Regions from separate parts of the Mus musculus genome. Here regions 2, 3, 4, 5 and 6 are each linked to region 1. A link is a contact called in public HiChIP or PLAC-seq and promoter capture Hi-C data. All regions are on one chromosome and are shown on one strand. The core of a region is the stretch at or near the end of the contact, and the rest is flanking DNA. Distances in the headings are between cores, read along the strand shown.

What was found. Promoter capture Hi-C pulls out the DNA fragments that hold promoters and counts their contacts. HiChIP or PLAC-seq counts read pairs in DNA pulled down with a chosen protein or histone mark. Capture Hi-C pulls out chosen DNA fragments and counts their contacts.
Region 2: an H3K4me3 HiChIP or PLAC-seq map of embryonic stem cells shows a contact between it and region 1, with 7 times the contacts expected there. The contact joins the promoter of Zfp809 here to the promoter of Smarca4 in region 1. A contact is called at or near these places in 2 of 115 datasets of contacts at active chromatin or transcription factors (both in embryonic stem cells) and 1 of 9 other capture datasets (adipose tissue).
Region 3: a promoter capture Hi-C map of liver shows a contact between it and region 1, with 4 times the contacts expected there. The contact joins the promoter of Icam4 here to the promoter of Smarca4 in region 1. A contact is called at or near these places in 4 of 39 promoter capture datasets (the C10 cell line, liver and pre-B cells), 2 of 484 Hi-C or Micro-C datasets (CD4 T cells and uterus) and 1 of 9 other capture datasets (adipose tissue).
Region 4: a promoter capture Hi-C map of liver shows a contact between it and region 1, with 4 times the contacts expected there. The contact joins the promoter of Fdx2 here to the promoter of Smarca4 in region 1. A contact is called at or near these places in 3 of 39 promoter capture datasets (liver and pre-B cells), 1 of 115 datasets of contacts at active chromatin or transcription factors (astrocytes) and 1 of 9 other capture datasets (liver).
Region 5: a promoter capture Hi-C map of liver shows a contact between it and region 1, with 2.7 times the contacts expected there. The contact joins the promoter of Raver1 here to the promoter of Smarca4 in region 1. A contact is called at or near these places in 2 of 39 promoter capture datasets (both in liver), 1 of 115 datasets of contacts at active chromatin or transcription factors (astrocytes) and 1 of 9 other capture datasets (liver).
Region 6: a contact with region 1 is called in an H3K27ac HiChIP or PLAC-seq map of embryonic stem cells, with 6 times the contacts expected there. The contact joins the promoter of Acp5 here to the promoter of Smarca4 in region 1. A contact is called at or near these places in 2 of 39 promoter capture datasets (hippocampal neurons and liver), 14 of 484 Hi-C or Micro-C datasets (cardiomyocytes, cerebellar granule neurons, cerebellum and 5 more) and 7 of 115 datasets of contacts at active chromatin or transcription factors (T-cell acute lymphoblastic leukemia, embryonic forebrain, embryonic stem cells and 3 more).

The regions. Positions count from the first base shown.
Region 1 is chr9:21,614,407-21,618,116 of GRCm38.p6, forward strand. It overlaps Smarca4 (SWI/SNF related, matrix associated, actin dependent regulator of chromatin, subfamily a, member 4), which reads left to right and starts at 1,763. Exons shown (of 34, transcript NM_001174078.1): 1 at 1,763-1,994.
Region 2 is chr9:22,223,589-22,227,298 of GRCm38.p6, forward strand. It overlaps Zfp809 (zinc finger protein 809), which reads left to right and starts at 2,124. Exons shown (of 5, transcript NM_001164624.1): 1 at 2,124-2,244. The coding sequence starts at 2,242.
Region 3 is chr9:21,027,635-21,031,344 of GRCm38.p6, forward strand. Icam4 (intercellular adhesion molecule 4, Landsteiner-Wiener blood group) reads left to right here and starts at 1,798. Exons shown (of 3, transcript NM_023892.3): 1 at 1,798-2,189; 2 at 2,303-2,608; 3 at 2,748-2,962. The coding sequence starts at 1,820. The coding sequence ends at 2,860. It overlaps Icam1 (intercellular adhesion molecule 1), which reads left to right. Exons shown (of 7, transcript NM_010493.3): 6 at 1-46; 7 at 137-1,180. The coding sequence ends at 312.
Region 4 is chr9:21,071,823-21,075,532 of GRCm38.p6, forward strand. Fdx2 (ferredoxin 2) reads right to left here and starts at 1,709. Exons shown (of 5, transcript NM_001039824.3): 1 at 1,567-1,709; 2 at 1,442-1,496; 3 at 1,253-1,359. The coding sequence starts at 1,684. Raver1 (ribonucleoprotein, PTB-binding 1) reads right to left here. Exons shown (of 13, transcript NM_027911.4): 13 at 2,336-3,674. The coding sequence ends at 3,528. Gm38431 (predicted gene, 38431) reads right to left here. Exons shown (of 17, transcript NR_038081.2): 13 at 3,469-3,674; 14 at 1,442-1,496; 15 at 1,253-1,359. Mir7082 (microRNA 7082) reads right to left here; the gene lies at 3,675-3,710.
Region 5 is chr9:21,089,884-21,093,593 of GRCm38.p6, forward strand. Raver1 (ribonucleoprotein, PTB-binding 1) reads right to left here and starts at 2,116. Exons shown (of 13, transcript NM_027911.4): 1 at 1,876-2,116; 2 at 367-433. The coding sequence starts at 2,094. It overlaps Gm38431 (predicted gene, 38431), which reads right to left and starts at 2,125. Exons shown (of 17, transcript NR_038081.2): 1 at 1,876-2,125; 2 at 367-433.
Region 6 is chr9:22,129,758-22,133,467 of GRCm38.p6, forward strand. Acp5 (acid phosphatase 5, tartrate resistant) reads right to left here and starts at 2,108. Exons shown (of 5, transcript NM_001102404.1): 1 at 1,980-2,108; 2 at 106-372. The coding sequence starts at 372.

The DNA of each region.
Region 1 (3,710 bases), core at 513-3,012:
GTGTTGGGAACGGAATGGAGGTCCTCTGCAAGGGCAAGTGCTCTTAACTGCTGAGCCACCTATCCAGTCACCAAAATTTATTTTTTTGAGAAAATTTATTTTTTTGAGAAAATCTCATTATGTAACCTTGGCAGGCCTGGAACTCACTATGTGGATAAAGTTGGCCACAAACAAAGATCAGCTTGGTGAGATTAAGGACAAATGCCACTAAACTCCGGCTGAAAATAAACCTGAAAACCAGAACTGAGCTGTGTGTGTTGGGGGTGGGGTGGGGTGGGGGGTGGTGGTGGGGAAGCAGAGGCAGGTAGATGTCAGTTCGAGGTCACCCTGGTCTCAGGATCCAGTTCCAGGTCAGCCAGAGCTACACAAAGAAACTCTGTCCTCGAAAAACAAAAACAAAACAAAACAACCAAGCGAAAATACCATGATAGTTTGCCAGTCTTGGTATCTTGGGTCTGTAACCCTAGCGTTTAAGAGGCAGTAGCAGGCCAGTGATTTAATGGCCTGAAACATTCTTTTTTGTTCTTTGTGGCAGAAAACACCCTTTTGTTTGTTTACTTAGAGAAGGTCTCACTTTGTATCCATGGCTGCCCTGGAACCTCACTATGTAAAAGACCAAGCTGGATTGGTACATGCATGCAGCACTCAGGAAGGAAGATGTCTGAGTTCGAGGCCAGCTTAGTCTAGAGCAAGTGCCAGGACAGCCACGGCTACACAAAGAAAACCCGTCTTAAAAAACTAAAGACAGCCGGGCGTGGTGGCGCACGCCTTTAATCCCAGCACTCGGGAGGCAGAGGCAGGCGGATTTCTTGAGTTCGAGGCCAGTCTGGTCTACAGAGTGAGTTCCAGGACAGCCAGGGCTACACAGAGAAACCCTGTCTCGAAAAACCAAAAAAATAAAAACAAACAAACAAACAAACAAACAAACCATAAAGACACACAACAAAAACAAGTAACACCTTGGTAACAAACTCAAGAGATCCACCTGCCTCTGCCTCCCGAACACTACCAAATATTTTAAAAACTCAACCAGAGGCATGAATCTACAGATTTGGACAGAGTTCTATGCTCCAAGGCTAATGGCTTTCTTGGAAATCAGAAGTTAAATTGTGAATATGGCTGTTTCTACCTCACACTCTGTATTTTACTTATTCATTCGGTTGCCTCCCCACAGACTGTAATAGAGGGCAGCAAGTAGCCGATAGCAGCTCAATAAATATTTGTAAAGCTAATTACTGGGCCTCAGCAGGTTCTGCAGGAAATGTGGCCAGGGCAGAGTCTTGCAGAGCAGGCAGGGCAGCGCCAGAACCAGGATCAAAGCGTTTCCCGGGCCTGCACTTAGCACCGCGTGGGCTCTGCCGGTCCTGGGATAGCTTGGCCATCTCTCCGCTTCTCTTTCCTCCCTGGGTGCTCCAACTGCTCCGAGCCTGAGGACTTTAATTTCATCCTTACTATCTCCCATCTGGACCACCCACCCCCTCCCCCAACCTTTAAGCGTCGCCGCAGTGCTACCCCCACTGCGCATGCCTCCCGGCTTGAGGCCCAGTTTCGTGCCTGGGAGGTAGATGTGCGCTTGCGCAGAGCCGCCCCGAGCCCCCCACAGGGGCGGTGCACCAGGATCTTGTGCAGCCTCTGGGCCCGCCCACCTCCTCGCGCCCTCAAAGGACTAGTACGCGTGCGCACAGCGAATGGCTGAGCATGCGCGCAGAGAGCGGAAGGGTGGGCTGGCGCGCGCACGAGGCCGGCCGGGCAGCGGAAGCAGGGCAAGTGGAGCGGGTAGACAGGGAGGCGGGGGCGCGCGGCGGGCGCGTGCGGTGGGGGGGGGTGGCCTGGCGAAGCCCAGCGGGCGCGCGCGCGAGGCTTTCCCACTCGCTTGGCAGCGGCGGAGACGGCTTCTTTGTTTCCTGAGGAGAAGCGAGACGCCCACTCTGTCCCCGACCCCTCGTGGAGGGTTGGGGGCGGCGCCAGGAAGGTTACGGCGCCGTTACCTCCAGGTAAGGAATGGAGGCTCCCGGGCGGAACCAGGCTCCCGGGGCTTGGGCAAGACGGTTTGAATGAAGCGGAGGCGCCGGGAGGGGGAGGGGGCAGCTGGGCGACCAAAGCGGGGTCGCGGTACGGCGGCGCCTGAGGGTCAAGAAGCCCTGCGCGCGCGTCTCAGGCCGCAGTGCAGCGAGACCGCGGCGGCTTCCTGACTGTGGCCGGCGAGGCGGGTGGCTCTGGGCCGCGTGAAGGCCGCGCGCGCGTTCTCGTAGGGTCTTGGACAAAGCTTCTTCCCTTTGGCGTTTCAGAGATCCAGATCCCCCACTTTAATTTCTGTGGACCCCAACTTTGAACAGTGGCTAGGTGTCGTGGGCTTTTCTGGCCTCGTTTGTAACGGGTGGGATCCCAATGCCCTGTGGTCGGGCGTCGGGAGCAACATTTTTACCTCAGTTATTGATGCCCAGTGTAGCTTGGACACAGTCATGAGCCCTCTTCGGTCTCCAGACCTTACTTTCTTCATGTTTATTATTTTTTTTTTTGATAAATTTCATTATTGCAGATTTTGAAGGAAAAATAAAGAATTTCTTCCATGGCTTCAAAATGTTTGCCTAAAAAGTGAAAGATGCCTGGGGACGTTTGCTCTCGGCGGCATTGTTTTTCTTTTGAGTCCCTTGGCCCTTCCCAGTTTTTAAGATAGGGTTTTTTATTTTAAAACACCGAAGGCAAGTGTTTTGTGCGGGTCCGAAGACATCTACTTGATCCCTTTTACCTCCAGTGACTCCTCAGGAACTAGAAACAAGTTTTTGTTTGAACTGACAGACAGCCTTTGAGTTTGATGCCCAGCGCCGGCTGCTGTCAGCTTGCTGTGTGGCCTTAGGCGAAATCGCTAATCTCGCCAAACCTCTTGGTTTCCTCCTTTGTACAAGGGAATTACTTTCGCTGTTAGGATTGGGAAGAACTAGGCAAATCGTTCCTACATCATCATTATTCTGATTTTGAAGACAGACTCTTATAACCTAGGCTGACATCCAGCTCCTCATGTAGACCAGGCTGGCTTCATCCTCACTTTGCTGCCTCCACCTCCCAAGTGCTGGGATGATGTTCAGCCAGGCTTCCTGCCCTGTTCTTTGTTCTTGACTGGTCCAGCAGATAGTTGAATCTTTTACTTTGTGTTACATGTCTGGTAGGGGAATGGGCAGTAAATATGGGGACGTTTCTCCTTGGCCTGCATGTGTATTAATTCATTAAGAAGTTTTGGGTTTGTTTTGATTCTCCTGGCCCCCTTCTGTTCTCACTGTATAGTCCTGGCTGTCCTAGAACTCTGTTACCGGCTGCCCTCAAATTCACACAGATTGGCCGCCTCTGCCCTCTGAGTACTGGGATTAAACTCTTGCATTAGCAAAGCCCTTAAGGCCACTTATGTTTTATTTTTATTTATTTATTATTTTTTATTTTTTAAGATTTATTTATTATTATATCTAAGTACACTGTAGCTGTCTTCAGACTCTCATTTCGGATAATTGTGAGCCACCATGTGGTTGCTGGGATTTGAACTCAGGACCTTCTAAAAGGCAGTCAGTGCTCTTAACCACTGAGCCATCTCTCCTGCCCTTGTTTTTTTTTTTTTTTAATTAATTCAGTTTTGTTTGTTTTTTGTTTTTCCAGACAGGGTTTCTCTGTATAGCCCTAGCTGTCCTGGAACTCACTCTGTAGACCAAGGTGGCCTTGAA
Region 2 (3,710 bases), core at 874-3,373, 610 kb after region 1:
GTTCCCCTCAGATCCTAGCTCACTACTACATTGGGCTCAGCCAGGAACAAAATTCGCAGTAAGGATTGCACTGTGTAAGTGTGACACAGACCCCGCTGACAGGCCTCACACAGCAGCAAACCGTTTCATAAGCCAGTCACTTCACATACATCCACACAGACGACTGTTGAACTGTGTGGATGGTGGGGTCTCCAAACCCAGGTTCTGACTGAACGGGGTGACCTTTGTAAGTTCTTATTCAGGATGTATATGCTGCATGGATTCAACCATTGTGCTGCCATCAGCTTCTGTTTAGGAAAGGTTTTTCCTTGTGAGTATCAACAAACTCAAGCCACAATTCCTCGCTTTGCTGTGCTCTTAAATGGATACATCTGGACAAAATGGGCAATGTTAGTCAGTTCATTTCATTAAAACATGTGTAAGCACAGTATCATAGCCTACAAATACCCAATGGAATGGAGGTAATACGCATATGTGGGGCACATTATACAAGCCTTTAAATTTTCCTACATTACTAATGCTGAGATTCACCAGAAAAAAACCCAAACTCCACCATTTTGAGCCAAATTTGAAGTAAACTTTATTAAATATTGACCAAGAGATGGACTTTGGTTAGAACCACTTATTTCCTGTAATTTCCCAGCTGAAAGTGGGCCCGGGTCACGTGCTATAGGCCAGGGTCACGTGCTATAGGAGTTTGTAAAGACAAAACCCATAGGCTACCCTCTACTTTCTTTGCCATGGGGTTTCCTTATTTTCCAGGAACTACAGCTTACAGCATTCCAGGAAGGTACCTGGTCCCCAGGCAGGTGGGGCTTACACGTTAATTTGGGATATTACAACATGACAGATTTAAAATGTTGTTGGTCTTCTATTTGGTTATTATACTCTGAATGTTAATACAGAATGAATGAAAACAGTATAATTACACATCTGCATGAAAGGGCCATAATGCAACTCATTACTCTGAGCATTAGCCGTGGTTTTAATAAAAAAGTTTTGCAGTACTGTTTTAAATTTTGTGTTAAAAATTGCTTCTCGGGCTGGAGAGATGGCTCAGTGGTTAAGAGCACTGACTGTTCTTCCAAAAGGTCCTGAGGTCAAACCCCAGCAACCACATGGTGGCTCACAACCATTCTTAATGAGATCTGACGCCCTCTTCTGGTGCATCTAAAGACAACTACAATGTACTTAGATATAATAATAAATAAATCTTAAAAAAAAAAAAAGAAAAGAAAAGAAAAAAAGAAAAGAAAAAAATTGCTTCTCAGCGGGGCGTGGCGGCTCATGCCTTTAATCCCAGCACTCAGGAGGCAGAGGCAGGTGGATTTCTGAGTTCCAAGTCAGCCTGGTCTACAAAGTGAATTCCAGGACAGTCAGGGCTACACAGAGAAACCCTGTCTCGAAAAAAACCAAAAAAAAAAAAAAAAAAATGCTTCTCATGTAAAGCCCCAGAGGGGCTTTACCTGCTGGAAGACCCCAAGTGAGACAAGATCTATGTTTATTTTTTCTGGTGCGCAGGGATCGATCTTCAGCAGTCTCTCAAGCAAGAGACAGGGGGCGATCCCGGTTCTAGCTTACAAGCACCGTATACATTTTTTTTTTTTTTTAGAGGGCAGATTACAGTAACAGCTTCTAGGCACTTGGTGATGGATGGCTAGACCTTTTGTCTGGTTGGCTGGGTGATATCGGGTCATCCTTGGAGAGTACCTTCGTTCCCCAGAGGGCCCAGGTAGCCTTCAGCCAGCACTTTTTTTTTTTTTTTTTTTTTTTTTTTTTTTCTGGTATGTGTTTTGTCAGAGTCGGTCTGGGTTGGGTCAGAGTTGCTTAATCTTATCATTTATCCACAGGTCAGCACCCCCCACCCACCCCCCGCGCCACACACACACACAGAGAAACACAGAGACACACACAGAGACACATACATCACATCACAGTAAGAAAACTTCACGGGAATTAAAATAAATTATTGTGATACCGTTTTTCTGTCCGCTAAGACTTTCCGTATGATCAGACAGCCTTATGCCCTTTGCTACGCCCCGCCTTCCGTCATCGATTGGTGACTTTGACTGTCACTCAGGCCCTGTGACAGGACCGCTCTGAAATGAGGAAGTGGGGTGGATTTAGAAAGTTCAGAGGAGGTCTGAGCCTGCCATCTTGGGTCCTGTGGTCCCCAGGCGTCCGTTGCGGGAAGTTGTGCTGGTGGCGGAGACCGAGTCACAGGACGCTCCCAGTCCCATCATGGTGAGCTCGGCGCGGCGTCCCTGTGGAGCCGGTGTGGATGGCTGTGGGATGGGGGCTGGGCGGGCTCAGGGCACCCCGGAGCGTCCTATCGCGCCCCGACCATGCGTGGGGACTCGAGCTGGCTGCAACGCCCTGCACAGCTCTGCCACCCACAGGCAAGAGACAGGAATGCCTGACCGCTGGGTCGCTTCAGCGCCGGTGTCACACTAGGAACTCTGGGCTTCCGTTTACCTGCAAGGTTGGGATGGGGAACTCTGCGCCCTGTCTGGAAACTCTCGGAAGCTGGGTGCAGGGAGCTGGGTCTAGTAGGGGTGACTCTCCATCTGTCTGTCACTCTGGGATAGGCCTGTCAGTGTCCTGGCTGTCACCAATCAGGAACTTTATAGACTTGGGAGATGTTGATAGAACCCATCCTTAGGATGGATGAGAGACTAGTGGGTCTGAAAGGATCCCCGAGGATTAAATATTTTTGCGCATTAATTGGAGGAAGTGGGGAAGATAAAAATTCAGTTCCTTGTCCTAAACAGTAGTTTTAAAGTATCTGATAGACTTAATCTTAAAATTGCTGAGGTACAGGAATAGCCACGCATTGGATGTGTGTGGTGCAGACTGTGACGTGGTACCGAGGAGCAGAAGGCAAGGGGGAAGCAGTATGACTGTGAGATCTCTTCAGGCCCTGAGTTGCTCTTTTTTTTTTTTTTTTTTTTTTAAGATTTATTTATTTATTTATTATATGTAAGTACACTGTAGTTATCTTCAGACACACCAGAAGAGGGCGTCAGACCTCGTTACGGATGGTTGTGAGCCACCATGTGGTTGCTGGGATTTGAACTCGGGACCTTTGGAAGAGCAGTCAGTGCTCTTAATCGCTGAGCCATCTTGTAGGACCCCAAGAAGGAGCCCCCCACTCAAGTCTCAGGTCGCGGGGTCACCCAAAGAAACATGAGAGACCTTCTTGAGGCAGCTTTAATGGCCGAGCTCCGGGTCAATCAATACGTATCTCACTCAGGAGACAGAGGAATCGACCCTGAGACTCAAAAACTCAGGGTTTTGATAGGGTAGGGTCTAGGAAGAATTGGCGCGGTAGTGAGCAGAGTAGTACCGGGGCGTATAAGAATTCTAAAGCCGGGGGCTTATCAGAGTCGACAATGCATCTGGTTAATGTTTCAGCTTTTAACTATGCTCTCTATAGAAAGGGGGGCAAGCAGGAGGCGCCGGGCTGCCAGATGGTCAAAGAGTCAGCCAAGATCGTCAGAAGCAGTTCCTATTCCCTCCCTTTCTTTACGACCGGGAGACCTGGGAGACCTAGCTTCAAGACGGACTCGGGCATGCCCGGGCTAGTTTTCTTTGCAGTCTCAGTCCCAGGCCTTTTTAGTTTAAACCTTTTATTTTATTTAATTTCCTTTCATTCCCCTCTTCTTCTGAAGAATAAAGATAAAAAAATTACTGAACTCTTCCTCACCCCA
Region 3 (3,710 bases), core at 548-3,047, 590 kb before region 1:
AGCTCCCATGGGAATGTCACCAGGAATGTGTACCTGACAGTACTGTGTGAGTATCCCAGGATATAAGGCTGGATGAGGGGTGGGCTAGGTGCCAGGGCCTCAAGTCTCACCATTCCCTTCTGTCTCTACCACACAGACCACTCTCAAAATAACTGGACTATAATCATTCTGGTGCCAGTACTGCTGGTCATTGTGGGCCTCGTGATGGCAGCCTCTTATGTTTATAACCGCCAGAGAAAGATCAGGATATACAAGTTACAGAAGGCTCAGGAGGAGGCCATAAAACTCAAGGGACAAGCCCCACCTCCCTGAGCCTGCTGGATGAGACTCCTGCCTGGACCCCCTGCAGGGCAACAGCTGCTGCTGCTTTTGAACAGAATGGTAGACAGCATTTACCCTCAGCCACTTCCTCTGGCTGTCACAGAACAGGATGGTGGCCTGGGGGATGCACACTTGTAGCCTCAGAGCTAAGAGGACTCGGTGGATGGAGCAAGACTGTGAACACGTGTGACCCGGACCCACCTACAGCCCGGTGGACCTTCAGCCAAGAAACGCTGACTTCATTCTCTATTGCCCCTGCTGAGGGGCTCCTGCCTAAGGAAGACATGATATCCAGTAGACACAAGCAAGAAGACCACACTTCCCCCCGACACAGGAAAGCTGAGACATTGTCCCCAACTCTTCTTGATGTATTTATTAATTTAGAGTTTTACCAGCTATTTATTGAGTACCCTGTATATAGTAGATCAGTGAGGAGGTGAATGTATAAGTTATGGCCTGGACCCTGCTGCAGATGCTGTGAGAGTCTGGGGAAAGATCACATGGGTCGAGGGTTTCTCTACTGGTCAGGATGCTTTTCTCATAAGGGTCGACTTTTTTCACCAGTCACATAAACACTATGTGGACTGGCAGTGGTTCTCTGCTCCTCCACATCCTGGAGCGTCCCAGCACCTCCCCACCTACTTTTGTTCCCAATGTCAGCCACCATGCCTTAGCAGCTGAACAATCGAGCCTCATGCTCATGAAATCATGGTCCCAGGCGGCTCCACCTCAAAGAGAAAGCCTGGAAGGAAATGTTCCAACTCCTTAGAAGGGTCGTGCAAGCTGCTGTGGGAGGGTAAGCACCCCTCCCAGCACAGAAACCTTTCCTTTGAATCAATAAAGTTTTATGTCGGCCTGAGTGTCTTGTGAGTTTGTGTACAGTCATCACATCAGTTAGGCAAAGCCCTAAGGACTGCCGACTCCCATAATGCCTCAGGGTTGTCTGGTAACCTAACCCTAACTCTGAGTCTGTGGATCAGGTTGGTCCCCACCCCCACCCCCTTTCTTTTTTGAGACAGGTTCTCTTTGTGGCCATGGATGTCCTGAAATCTGCTATGTGGAATGGGCTGGCCTTGACTTCACAAAGATGGGCCAACCTGTCTCCTGAATGCTAGGACTAAATGACAAAGCCACTGCCATGTCTAGTAAAATCTACGTTAGATAGACAGGGTTTCCCAGTGTAGATCAGGATGGCCTTGAACTTACAGAGATCTGCCTCCCTGGGAGTGCTGGGATCAAAGGCATGTGCCATCACCAAGCGTTATTTTATTTTTTAATTTTTAAAGACTTCTTGGGGCTTACGTAAAAACTAAAGAGCAGGTCCAGAACTGTGCAATGGCTTTTGGTTGATTGTAGGGTCTGATGGGAGGGGAGGCAGGTATCTTCATCAGGGCCGGCCGAGGCCCATTCTGGGGCGTGGCCAGGGTGCCTTCTTATCTCCTGCGGCCAGCCTAAACTCCCTGGCGTTCCGCCCGCACTTCAGCGCGGGCTTTGTGCCATGGAGTCTGCCCTTCTGCTCCCGTCGCTTTTGCTGGTGGCTGCCTATCCGAGGGGTGGGAGCCCCCAGCAAGAGTGGATGCAAAGTCCTCCCGCGCCTTCCGTGACCTCAGCACCTTTCTGGGTGCGTCTTAATCCAGAGCTAGAGGCCGTGCCTCCCGGGGGCTCAGCGTGGCTTAACTGCAGCCACAACTGCCCCCTGCCGGTGCATTCCAGCCTGCGCACCCAACTGCGGCAGGGAAAGATAGTTAATGGATCCGGCTGGGTATCTTACCAGCTACTGGATGTGAGGGCCTGGAATTCCAAGGTGCGCTGCGTCGTCACTTGCGCAGGAGAAACCCGAGAGGCCACCGCCAGGATCACTGCTTACAGTGAGGGAGACCGGGGCTCAGGCCGGGCTGGGGTGAGGGGAGAGGGGTGGAGGAAGCGGATAGATGGTAATTGCTTTAAGGGGTGCCTGTGGGCCTTATCTCTCTTGCCTTAGAACGGCCCAGAAGCGTGATCTTGGAGCCTCCGGTCCTAGTGGGCCACAAGTACACTCTGCGATGCTATGTGACACACGTGTTCCCAGTGGGATTCTTGGTGGTGAGCCTGAGAAGAGGTGGCCGAGTGATTTATCATGAAAGCCTGGAGCGCTTCACCGGTTCAGATTTGGCTAATGTCACTTTGACCTACGTGATGCGGGCCGGACTCAACGACCTCTGGCAGCCACTCACCTGCCATGCGCGCCTCAATCTCGACGGGCTAGTGGTGCGCAGCAGCTCGGCACCTGTTATGTTGACAGTCCTCGGTGAGGCATCCTGTAATCCCAGGGAATGGGTGCGGGAGAGGGGATGTTGCCACTCCAAGGGGGCCTGCAGAACAGGCGTGGGCTCCACGCTTGGCGGTCCTCAGACCTCCTAGTTCCTGATTTTCACTCCTGCCCACAGCTTTAAGCCCAGCCTCTATAGCCTTGGCCTCTACCTCCATCGCAACCCTGGTGGGGATCCTCCTGGCTGTGGGGGCTGTCTACGTGCGCAAGTACCTGGCTGTGCAGACTTAGTTATAGATCTGTTTTCGATGCCTGACAAGAGGGAGGGGAAAAGAACTTCAGAGTAATTAATTCAGAGACTCTTATTGAAACAATAAAGTCTTCCTCCTCAGTCTCTGCCTTACGGTTCTTGGAGAAAGTGGTTTCTTTTTTAAGGTACCTTACTTTTTCCAAATTCCTTACGTAGGGGCTGAAGATTAGTAGATTAGAGGTAGTACTGGAGGAAACAACACCTTGAAATTTCTCCTTCAAGGCCAGCATGGGGTCCTAGAACCCGAGTTCCTCTGCGTAGAGTTTTGTTAGCTTTATTTGTGCGGGGCAGAAAGACTAAACTGACCTCCCCTCCAGGGCTGACTCTTGGTATGGCTTTTTCTGATTGGCTCCGCTGATACAGGCCGGAGCTCTGATTGGAGGCTAAGTTTCCCTTCTCCTCCCTCCTTTTCCACTACGGAGCCTGTGCGTTACTAGAGAAGGCCAGCGGGTGGAGCTAGACCTGATTCCCCAAGGTTATCATTAATTGGGGGGGGGGGGGGAGGTAGAAACACTCGAGTAGGCGGGGCCTTCTTCAAGTAGTAGAGGAAGCGGCTAACTAGATAGGAAATCTAGCATAGCAACAAGTTAAGAGATGATTGTTCAGGCCACGTGAGCTGTCACAGACTTGCTTCCTGGCGTTGTGCTTGTTGTCTCCGAGTCTGGTATGTATGTAGAGAGGGATGTCAAAGCTGGGGTCAAAGTGTCCCCAGTTGATCTTTTGGTCCAGCGTGAATTGCAGAATCTCGCACTAGTTACCCAGTAGAGGCGGCCACACTCCTGGCGAGGAGGGCGCAGAAGCTCTGCTGAGAGACTAGACACACAACAGCGT
Region 4 (3,710 bases), core at 459-2,958, 540 kb before region 1:
TCAGACCTGCTTACATGGAGGGCCTTGGGAGGCCAAGGTGTGAAAGAGGCTGTGGGAGAAATGTCAGAAAGCAAATGAAAGCCAGGCTCTATGAGGCCACTAAATACAGACAGACATGGGCACGGGAGGCTTAAGCTGGGTGAAAGGATGCCAGGCTGTCAAGTCTGAAGAATGAGGAGCCAAGTCATCTGCTGGGAAATCACCTCTCACATTATAAGCACAGAGGTGCTAGGACAGGACTGAGCTGTGATGCCTGAAAAACAGCAAGAGAGTGGTGAGGGACAGCACTGTGCATCTGTGATCCCGCTTCAGTTCCACCTCTCCCCAAAAGGTAGTCAGCGGCAGCACTAGAGAATGGGGGGTCAACATGGAGAATCCACAATTTCCAAGAGAGCACAGATTCTAGCAGCTCAGTAAGGGCTGCTCCAAAACCTAGTTTTATTTTAGTGTTAATTTAAAGAAAGATTTTTAAGTGTTTCCATGTGTCTCTGTGTGGGTTGTGCATGTGAGTAGGTGCCATGGAGGTGAGGTAGTGTGCCCGGCACTACTGGTACAGAAGGCTGTGAATTGCCTGGCACAGAGCTGGTGGTAGGAAGAGAACACAGGTCTTCTCACAAGCCGTCTGCAGTCTTCAGCACTGGCGACCTTTCCAGTTTCATTATTGCCATCTTACTGGCGTTAGCGCAAAGGTGGTAAAACAGTAGAGACAACCTGTATTCTCAGAACTGAGAAAGCTAAGGCAGTATGATCAGCCAGCAGGTTTAAGGGTAAGTCAGAGACTCTGTCTTAACCATTTTGGCACTAAAGAGGTGGAGGCAGGGGCATCACTATTGTGAGTTTGAGCCTAGCCTGGTTATATAGCTGATTTCAGAACAGCCTGAATAACATGGACTCCATCTCAGTTCTTCCCATCCCACCTATTTGGTGATATGGTAGGCAGCACATGCCTGTAGTCTCAGGACTCAGGAAGTGGAGGCAGTAGGTTCACTGCAATGAGTTGGAGGCTAGCCGGGATTACATACTTAAGTTCCTGGACAGCCTGATTCACAGAGTGAGATCGGACCCACCCATACACCACCTAAACAAAAGTATTGGATTGTGGTAGTGCACACCAGGTCCCAGGAGGGTCAGCAGTTCAAAGTCATCCTCTGATACATAGTAAGTTCGAGGCGAGCCTGAGCTATAGGAAACCTCTCAAAATTACAAAAAGGTATAAGAATGCCAAGGATCTCCCTAGTTTCATATGACCTACCTTCCAGGTCCACCCCGTGGCGCTGGGCCAGGTATAGAACATTGTCCCCGACTTTGCCCCTCACCGGGATCCGCTTGCCAGAGCGGTCCACGAACACCACGTTGACCCTGGGGACAAACAGGGTGCAGGTGCTGAGCCGGAGGCAGGGAGTGGCAGGGAGGGGCAGGGCGTGGCACGAGGGGCACTCACACGTCCCGGGGCAGCTCCGGGCTGTCCGCCGCCTCCTCGCCAGCACGCCGCTCGCCTGGAAACACACGAGTGGGTGAGCGGCTGCGGCCTCGCTGCACGCCGCGGCTCGGCCCAGCCCTATGTACCTGTAGTCCCGAACGTCCTAGATGTTACCGCCGCGTGCCCGGCCCTGGGTCCCCAAGATCCCCCGGCCGCCCGTAACAGGACCCGGGCGCTCACGCCCCGGGCCATGGAGGCGGCCATGATAGGCCACGTGACCGGAAGACCTAGCATGCTCTGCGCGTCCTCAGCGACAGTAAACGCAGCGTTTGGGCGCCGTGTGAGGTCAAAGGTGATGCACTGGGATCTAGCTGGACTTCCGGCCTCGCCCTGTGGTTGGATATTTCTTCCCTTAGGTCGTACTGTATGTGTTCTGCTTATATGTACGTATGTGCACCAAGTGGGTGCCTATGGAGCCCAGAAGAGTTGATGGGTAGTGTGGGGCTGGGAACTAAAACTACGTTCGGCAATTGGGACCAACCTCTGAGTTCTCTAATTTTTAGACAGGATCCCCTAGTCTGGCCTTGATCTCCGAATTCCTTTGCTGGAATTACCGGTTATGTGCAACCAGTATTTAAATTTTGTTTGAGACAGAATCTCTATAGACTGAGAAATTCTTAAGTCTCTAAGCAATTCATATAGACCAGGCTGGCCTCCAAGCCCAACTTAAATTTTTAGGGATTGTGTGTATGAGCCCATCCGTGACATGTGTGTAGGTCAGTGGTCAATCTGCGGGAGTCAGTTCTCTCCTTCCACCATTTGGGGCAGAGGGATAAAACTCAGGCTGTCTGTGTTACCAGAATTCTGAGCTAGTTTGCTGGCCCATGGTTTATATCAAGAACCAGCCAGCTCTGATTTTTTTTTTAAAACCGTTTACTTACAAACTTTAATTCAGCAAAGGTCTATGCAGGGGGTGGGGGTGGGGTGAGGGGGTGAGATACACCCACTGGAGTGGGTTTGGGTTATCATGTTTGGGGAGGGAGGCTGGTGGTGGCTCAGCTGGCTAAGGGCAGAGCCCCTAGGTCCCCCTCACATGGACAGAGAGGAGGCCTGCTCCAGTGATCCAGCCTGGGGATGGTAATGACCTGGGTTTGAAAGAACATGGTAGAGGCCCAGTGGCCTGGGTACAATGGTCACCTTTCACAGACAGCAGGGGAGACTGTTGAAGCCAGCAGAAAATACTGGTCTCTGCATCCAGGCTTTGGGCAAAAGGGGTGGTTTGCCAAGATCAAGGCTTTAGCCTTCTGTCCACAGGGCAGACACCTGGAGAAAGGATGAACCCTAGGCCAGAGCTCTTTGGTCCTGAGCGGAGCTTTTGGAGCTCCGCATCTGTGAGGCTCTGACCCAGCAGGACCTGTGGCCCAACTTTAAGGCATCAGAAGGCAAGGATACTGGGGCAGGGGCTGGAGATCTTGGGGCTTAGGGTACTGGCCAGAATAGGCAGGCAGGGGCATGAGACAGCTATACCTGCAGCAGATGACTGGGAAGAGAATAGGGTTAAGCTGTTGGAACCTGCACATGTGGAATAGAGCCTGGGCAGGCCAGACCCTGAAGGAATCAATTTGGGGCTTTTCTGGACGGATGGGGGAGTAGATGTGATAATCATCCTGGTTGTTTTAAAAAATAATAAAAATTAGAAAAGGAAATAAAAGTCAATTGTCGAAGTTTAAAAACGGGGACTGTCTCTGATCCTCACAGGTCAGAGACACCTCCAAAGGCACTCAAGAGGCCAGAACACAGGAGTGACGAGGCAGGAGAGGAGGCCTGGAGCTAGGGAGGGAAAGAGAGCAGGTCAGGCCCCTCTCTCTTAAGGCTGCAGGGTTTGGCTCCAGGAGCAAGCCCACAGGTAATGGTGTGGCCCCAGATACCCCACATTCCTTGAGCTCCAGCTGGTTGGTCAGCAAAGTCTTTTGCAGAGATTTCTCTATTACCCAAAGAAAGGACATTAAAAAAAATAATAAAAATAAAATCCCAGAAAACACAAATACCAGAAAAAACCCAAAAGCAACTTGGTGCAGGCCCTTGGAGCATCTCTGGTGTCGACCCCTTAGAAAATCCTCTTCCGCTTCAGGTAGGAGTCCGCGTAGTGGCCGCCGAGGCCCTGGGAGTGCTGGCCCACGTAGCTGCCCTCTGGGCTGGGCTCAGGTGAGGGCAGCAGGTGGGAAAAACTGCGTTTCTGGCCACCCAGTGGGGTCTGGAGACAGACAGCAAGGGGGGCCAGGTCAGTGGC
Region 5 (3,710 bases), core at 866-3,365, 520 kb before region 1:
GACTTTAGAACATTGTCCTCTAACTTCCACACTAGCTGCCTATGCTAACACACACACACACACACACACACACACACACACACACACACAATAGATAAAGGAACTGACAAGGGTGGGTGGTGCCTGCCTTTAATCACAGTACTCAAGAAGCAAAAGCAGGTAAGTGGATCTCTAGGAGTTCAAGGCCAACCTCAGCTTCATGTGAGTCCCCGCCTCAAAAAAATTAAGACACGGACAGACAGAACAAGGATCTGCTTCCTCTGACACAACACAGGACCCACAATTCAGAACAGATGCTGAGCCAGGTCCTGTTACCACTGGGGACTGTCATGTCATAATTGCCCTGTCCATCCATGACCCACAAACCTGTCCCTTTGTATTTGTCCACGAAACAGTACTTGAGTTCGTAGTCGCTCAGGAGGTCATGTACTTCCTGCAGAGACACAAGCAGAAGCCGGGGAGTCACTGGGCAAGGCCGCCTACAGGTGGACCCTCCATTCAAGCAGATAAATGAATAGCTGTTTGTCCATACAGCTATCTTCTACAATCTATCTTGTGCAGGGCAAGACTGCAGATTACATGCTAGGAACACCAACAACTCAAACTGCACACCTTCAAGGAGGCTGCCCAACTTGTCTGATTCCCCTGTGCAAGGTTGAAACCGGTCCACAGCTAATTATGAAGCCATTTTCTCCAAGAGGAAAACAGCTGAGGCTGTAAGAAGTGAAACACACAAACTATCATGACAACAGGGGGCATGCTACCCAGGGGTACCTGGCCAGGGCTGTCATGACAACAGGGGGCATGCTACCTGACCAGGGACCCCACTCACTTATCTGACCCTACACTGTGTGGGTGCAGGGGCCACCCAAACTCCCTCATGTTGACAGGGCTGCTGTTTTGAATGCTGGCTTCCAGGGCAAGTTGCCTGGCTTCCTTGCACCAAATGACCTGTGTATGAGCCCAAGGAGATAGGGCTGGCAGTTCCAGATATGCAGGACACCATGCACACAAGTGTCTATTCCTTGTCTGGTCCTTTATTGTGTTCCCCAACACCTCTGCAGCTTCACTAGCCATGTGCCTATAGAGCAGGGGGTACTAGGGTGAGCCAGTGAGCAGACAATTTAGCAGCAATCAGAAAGGGCCTATCCCACCACCACCGGGCAGGGCAACAGAGATACCACTTTCTTGGGTCCAAAGAGCATTGCACACCCTGCTCTACATGGGTTCCCAATAGAAGGGCAGTCCCGGCAGACAAGATTAGCCACAGGGAAGTGCCACAGAATACAACCCCCGCCCCCCACCGCGGCATGTTCATGTCGAAAGGAGACTTCATTTTCCCAAATCAATTCTAGTAGGCATTGAGGGATGCAGCTCCAACTTCCGGGTCTACCTCTAAAAGGTGTCGATTATGCTTGATAAGAAAAGCCATGCTCTTAATTCTGAAACTTCCAGATTTGAGCTCCTGTCACCCGAAGGCAGAGGAGGGAAACAACCCTCTGAATATGCATGGGTCAGTTGGAATCTATTTCAATCAATCTATTCACAGTCTCCCGTACATATTTCAGCAGGGCCACAGCTGCCTGCCCCTTCCAACTACCTGCAACCTTCAACCACTTGGCCTCTCCCAAGTCCGATGGTCGCCCCTAGCAACGTCGACCAGCACTTTAAAGTGTTTTCTTTTTTTTCTTTTTCCTAACCATGCCCTTTCCACTTCGTTCTTAATGTTTCACGACCCTGGGAGAGGATATGACACTGGGGAGAGCCCCCACTCACAGCAGCGTTGGTACCGCCCGGTTTCCACCCCCCCGCCCGCGTGCGCGCGCACGCGCACCGTGGTGTTTCCCGCCACGCTCTCACCCCCACCCCCCATACCTGGTTGGTCACGTCCCCCGGGAGGCCTCGGATCAGTATCTTGCGGCGGTTACGGAACTGGCGCTCAGTGTGTTCCAGGCGTTTCCGGATCTCTTCCGGATCGAGCGGCGGCAACTCTTGTTCGGGCGCCCGGCGATCGACGGTCTCGGGAGTTTCCGCTTCGGCCTCCGCCTCTGGGCTCAGCGGCGGCCGGTGAGTAACGGACACGTCGGCCGCCATCTTGGGAAACCCGGCGCCTTCTGGGACCAGCGAGCTCAGGGCGGAGCGACATAGAGCGGCAAGGAGGTCGCGTGTAGTGATTGGTTGGTGGAAGCCCCGCCTCTCTCCCGGCCCCTTTCAGCGTATTGGCTAGAACCAGCCCCGCGAGCGTTGCCCCCTTCCCCTGACTCTGGGCCATTGAATAAAAGGGCGGAGCTGCAACATGGAGCCGCCTTACAAGGCAGGATTGAGAATAGGCAGGCGTGAATCCCTAACACCGCCTTAAGAGTTGGTCAGGTGCACACACCTGTAATCTAAGCCCTTTAGAGGGGAAGGCAGATCTTATGATGTCATCCACAGTTACAACGGAAATCAAATTCATGAGGATCCTGTCTCAAAAGAGAAAATGAAACGACAGACAAAAATTAGGTGTACTGATGTACGCATGCAATTCCAGCACTTTAGAAATGGAAGCTGCCAGGCAGTGATGGCGCACGCCTTAAATCCCAGCACTTGGGAGGCAGAAGTAGGTGGATTTCTGAGTTCGAGGCCAGCCTGGTCTACAGAGTGAGTTCCAGGACAGCCAGGGCTACACAGAGACATCCTGTCTCGAAAAACCAAAATGGAAGCTGCAGGACTTGAAGTTCAAAGTCATTCCCTACTATACAACTCAAGTTTGAGATAAACCTGATTCAAAAAAGAAAAACAAACAACCAAATAACAACGACAAATGCTGGCATTATTTTCAGCACTCTGAAGGCCTAAGCAGCCTGGTCTACATAGTAAGTCAGGGTTTCAAAAAACAAAGAAAAAAAGGACTAACTGCTAAGCATGGCAACCCCTGAGTTTCATTTCCAGCAGACTTGGTAGGGGTAGTAGAGATAGACAGCACAGGAAGCAAAAAGTTAAACAGGAGCTGGGGAAGGAACTGGCAAAAGACACAAGGAAGAAAAGATCAGCAGTTTATAATGACAGACATGGATCTCTCTAGCACCAGAAAACTACTTTCAGGAGTCTATGGGCAAGTGCTAATGTGTGTGTGTGTTTGTCTTTCATGACAGGGTTTCTCTGTGGCTGTCCTGGAATAACTTACTCTGTAGACTAGGCTGGCCTTGAACTCACAGAGATCCACCTGCCTCTGCCTCCAGAGAGCTGGGATTAAAGGTGTGCACTATCATGCTGAAAGTTTTATTTTAAAGATTTATTTTTATATTTTTTAATGTGAGTACATTTAATGTGTGTCACTCTCTTCAGACACACCAGAAGACGGCATCGGATCTCATTACAGATGGTTGGGAGCCACCATGTGGTTGCTGGGAATTGAACTCAGGACCTCTGGAAGAGCAGTCAGTGCTCTTAACCACTGAGCCATCTCTCCAGCCCTTGAAGGTTTTATTGATCTGGAACTTGATACGGCCCAATCCTCCTCTCAGTCTGGACCTTGGTCTTCCCCTGTCTCAGGACAACTTACCCTGGGCTGTATCTTTGGACGACAGTGTGCTGAGAGACACAGAGGTACTTCTGTTTCTCAAGTGGTAGCAGCCACTCGGGTTCTGCATCCTGAGGGTGTACACTGACGCCACTGCAGTGGTCACCATCCCTAGGGGCATGAACACCCCCATAGTGATGTTGGCCAT
Region 6 (3,710 bases), core at 858-3,357, 520 kb after region 1:
GAGGTACCCAAAGGCATCCTTCTGCCTTCTGCTCTCCCCAGAGGAAGGTCCCAGTGTGAAGTGACCTCACCGCTGTCACCTCTGACCCTGCTGTTGAGCACATACCTGGAACCTCTTGTCGCTGGCATCGTGCACTCCAGTGAAGTAGAAATTGTCCCCCAGAGACATGATGAAGTCAGCGCCCATCGTCTGCACGGTTCTGGCGATCTCTTTGGCATTGGCCATTTCCCGGGCTGTGTGGAATGGGGCATTGGGGACCCCTCCCCAGTCGCCCACAGCCACAAATCTCAGGGTGGGAGTGGGGGCTGTACCGTGGGTCAGGAGTGGGAGCCATATGATTTGTAGGCCCAGCAGCACCACCCATGAATCCATCTGTGAGGAAGAGAGGGAGTTCAGAGTCTCTGGTGAGGACAGAGAGCGAGACCCTGGTCCAAGCAAAGAAAGACTAGCCCGCTGAGCCTGGTCTCACGGTGCATGCCTATAAACTCAGGCACTACCATGGAGGTGGAGCAACTGGACCAGAAGTTCAAGGCCAGCCTCAGCTACATTGGGAAGTTTGAAAAATGGAAACAGAAAGTCTGAGATAAAGACATAAGACCGGTCTTAAGACACACACACACACACACACACACACACACACACACCCTAGCCATCTACAGCCGTCAGTTCCACAGACACACCAGTAGCAATTGGGCCTGCAAGGAGCTGAGGAGCTGGGAAGGTGGCCCCCACAGGCCTCTTCCACCTCGCTCCTCTGACACTTACCCTGGAGGAAGCACAGGTGGTCAGAGAGGCTGCAAGAGGCAGTTAAGCTCCTGGACCAAAAGCGGTGATCACCGAGTCTTTATTCTCTGGGGCAGAAGTGCATCATTGGGAAAGATGATGCATTTTCTCCGAGGATTGTCCAGAAGCCCTCCCCTTGGGTCATGTGAGCACTGGACTTCCCCAGAACTGGAAATGGGGCTGGGGCGGGGGCACCCAGGCCAGACTGAGCCGTGAAAAGTTTCTCGAAGCCAGCACAGTCAGCCAGGGTCTGATGGTAATGTGTACTGGGCATCTGTAGGTCCCGAGTTTGACTGTTCACTGCACTGAGGCTGTTCTAGGCTGAACGTCTGTGTTTTCACACCCTTGGCTGTCTGTAACTCGCTGTCACTTTTTCTGGGTGGGTGTCTCGACTCTAGCATGGGAACCTCAGTGGCTTGCCTGTGACATACACTCCAATTATTTTTTTTTTTTTGTTTTTGTTTTGAGACAGTGTCTCAAGAAGCCCAGGCTATCCCTAACTTCCTCCCTGGGTAGCCAAAGATGAGCCACTTCCAAGTGTTGGAATTACAGGCCTAAATAATTCCTCTGTGGCGCCCATGTAACAGCCCCCTGTCTCCTCTGTGTTTTGTAAGTCCTAGTGCAAATTGTGTATCTGGAGTCATCTAAGTGTGGGACTGTCTCCGAGTTCCCCCTCGCCATCATAAACAGCAGCAATAACTGCCTTTTCCAGGAAGTTCTGTCCACACTCTTCCATGGCCTTTCCCACACCCGGTTTCCAGCCTAAGGAACTTCCAGAAGGCACACACCACGTGGCTGGCTGTAGCCTTTTGACCTTGGCACCTACAGCAGTCAGCTGCAGGCTGTTTCGACCGCAGAGCCCAGCGCTGTGGTGGGTGTGGCCAGCTTCCCACCTCCTCCCCTCCCTCCTTAACTTCACAAGCCGCCCAATCTTTCCAGACTCCTTCCTTGAACACTCACCACCAACCCCTCCGGTCCCTGCAAGCTCGGATTCTGGAATCTCTCGTTCCGTGCTTTGCATAAAGGCTCAGAGAGGGTCAGCGACTCACCCCAGGTCACCCAGCGAAGAGTTTGCCTTGCATTCCCCACTCGCACCTCTCAGTAGAGGCGAACAGGAAGGAAGTGGGGTGGCCCCAACAGACAGAGACCCCCTCCCCCGTGGGAGGCAGAGCAAGGGCCTGGCGGGCGAGTCTCACCTTGGCGGTGGGTCCAGGACAAGCTGTGCTACCCAACTGAGCTGCGGATTCGCGGCGGGTCGCTCCGGGCTGCACGAGTTGGGAAGAGGCGGCGCGGGCCAGCCTTCGCCCACGGCTCCCTGCCTGCCCTACAGAGTCCAGAGTTGCAGAGGGCGGGTGCCTCGGTTTCCCCGCCCCAATCCTGCCTCAGCCATTACCTGGCGCCTCGCCTCCAAGGTTCAGAGTCCCAGGAGTTAAGGGAGACCCGGGACCTGATTTCAATACCACCTGCCTTCGACTTTTGGGGTGCTCACAGCCTCTGGTGGCCGCGCAGGGGAGGTCCAGCCCCGGACTGAGCCAGGCTCGGTCTCCCGGTCTTTAAAATGGGTGAGAAGATACCAGGCTGGTGGCAGGTCAGCGGTGGAGGGCTTGCTTGGCCCCAGAGCGGCTCGGGTTCCATCCCAGCAGTGGGTTTGGGGCGCGCGGGGGGGCGGAGGAGGGGATTTGACTGAGCTATCTGTGCCAGATAACAGCCACCTGTAAAACAGGCCTTCAAGATTGATCGGGAGAGAAGGAATTTAGGCAGAGAGGGACCCAGAGGGGCGGAGCAAAGCCATCCTCTTCCGCACACTGCAGGTCTTTCCTGTTATTTCAAACAAGAAATTTTGCCGGTTTGCAGGGAGGCTGGGGTGTGACTCAGTTGGTAGAGTGCGTGCCAACACGTACGAAGCCCTAGGTCACAGACGCAGGCCGGTATACACCAGGTGCGCAGTGTAACCCTGGGCCGTGGAGGTCAGAGGGTCAAGAGTTCATGATAAATCTCAGCTCCATAGCAAGTTCAAGACCTGAGACTGTCTCATTCATAAATAAATAGGTTGTCCTTAGAATTCCACAAAATAAAGCTGGGCCAGAATGGGACTCACTTCTTTAATCCCATCACTCGAGAGGCGGAAGCAGATCTCTGAGTTAAAAGGCGGCCTGATCTATATAGCAAGTTCCAGGATATCCACAGCTACACAGAGAAACCCTGTCTCTAAAACCAAAACAAAACCTAAACAGAACAACAAAGGAATCCCAAAGAATAAAGTCTGGCGATGGGCCTTCGAGATGGCTCAGAGCGGCACTTTCTGGCAAGACTTGAGAGCCTGAGTTCCATCAGGTTTCCGGAAGGAGAGCACCGGCTCCCAAAAGTTGTCCTCTGACCTCCACATCCGGGTTGTTGCCCTACCAATAATAAGTAAGTAAATAAATGTAATAAAGATTTAAAGAGTCCTGGTGTGGTAGATCATGTCTGTTAATGGCAGGAGGATTGGAGTGAGTTTGAGACAACTGGGCTAAATAGGGAGGACTGGGTCAGCCTGGGCTAAAGTGTGAGATCCTGTCTAAAAAATACACTTCCCCAAAAAATGAATTCCTGAGAAAAAGAACATAATCCCAGGGGTTGCTATCTTTCACATGCCCAGTGCACTCATAACTGTACACTGCTCCAGTGGTTATCTCTCACATAGCCCAGTGCACTCATAACTGTACACTGCTCTTGCAGAGGACCAGGTTTGGTTCCCAGGACACATGCGGGGAGGCTCACAACTGCCTGTAACTTCAGCTCCAGGTCAACTGATGCCTCTGCAGGCCTCCGAAGGCACCTGCACTTGTGTGCATATAGACTCACACAGGCACCTGCACAAGTGAAAAGAATAAATAAATCTACACACTCCTAGAGACCTGCCGGTAGTTAACAGGTACCGAAGGATG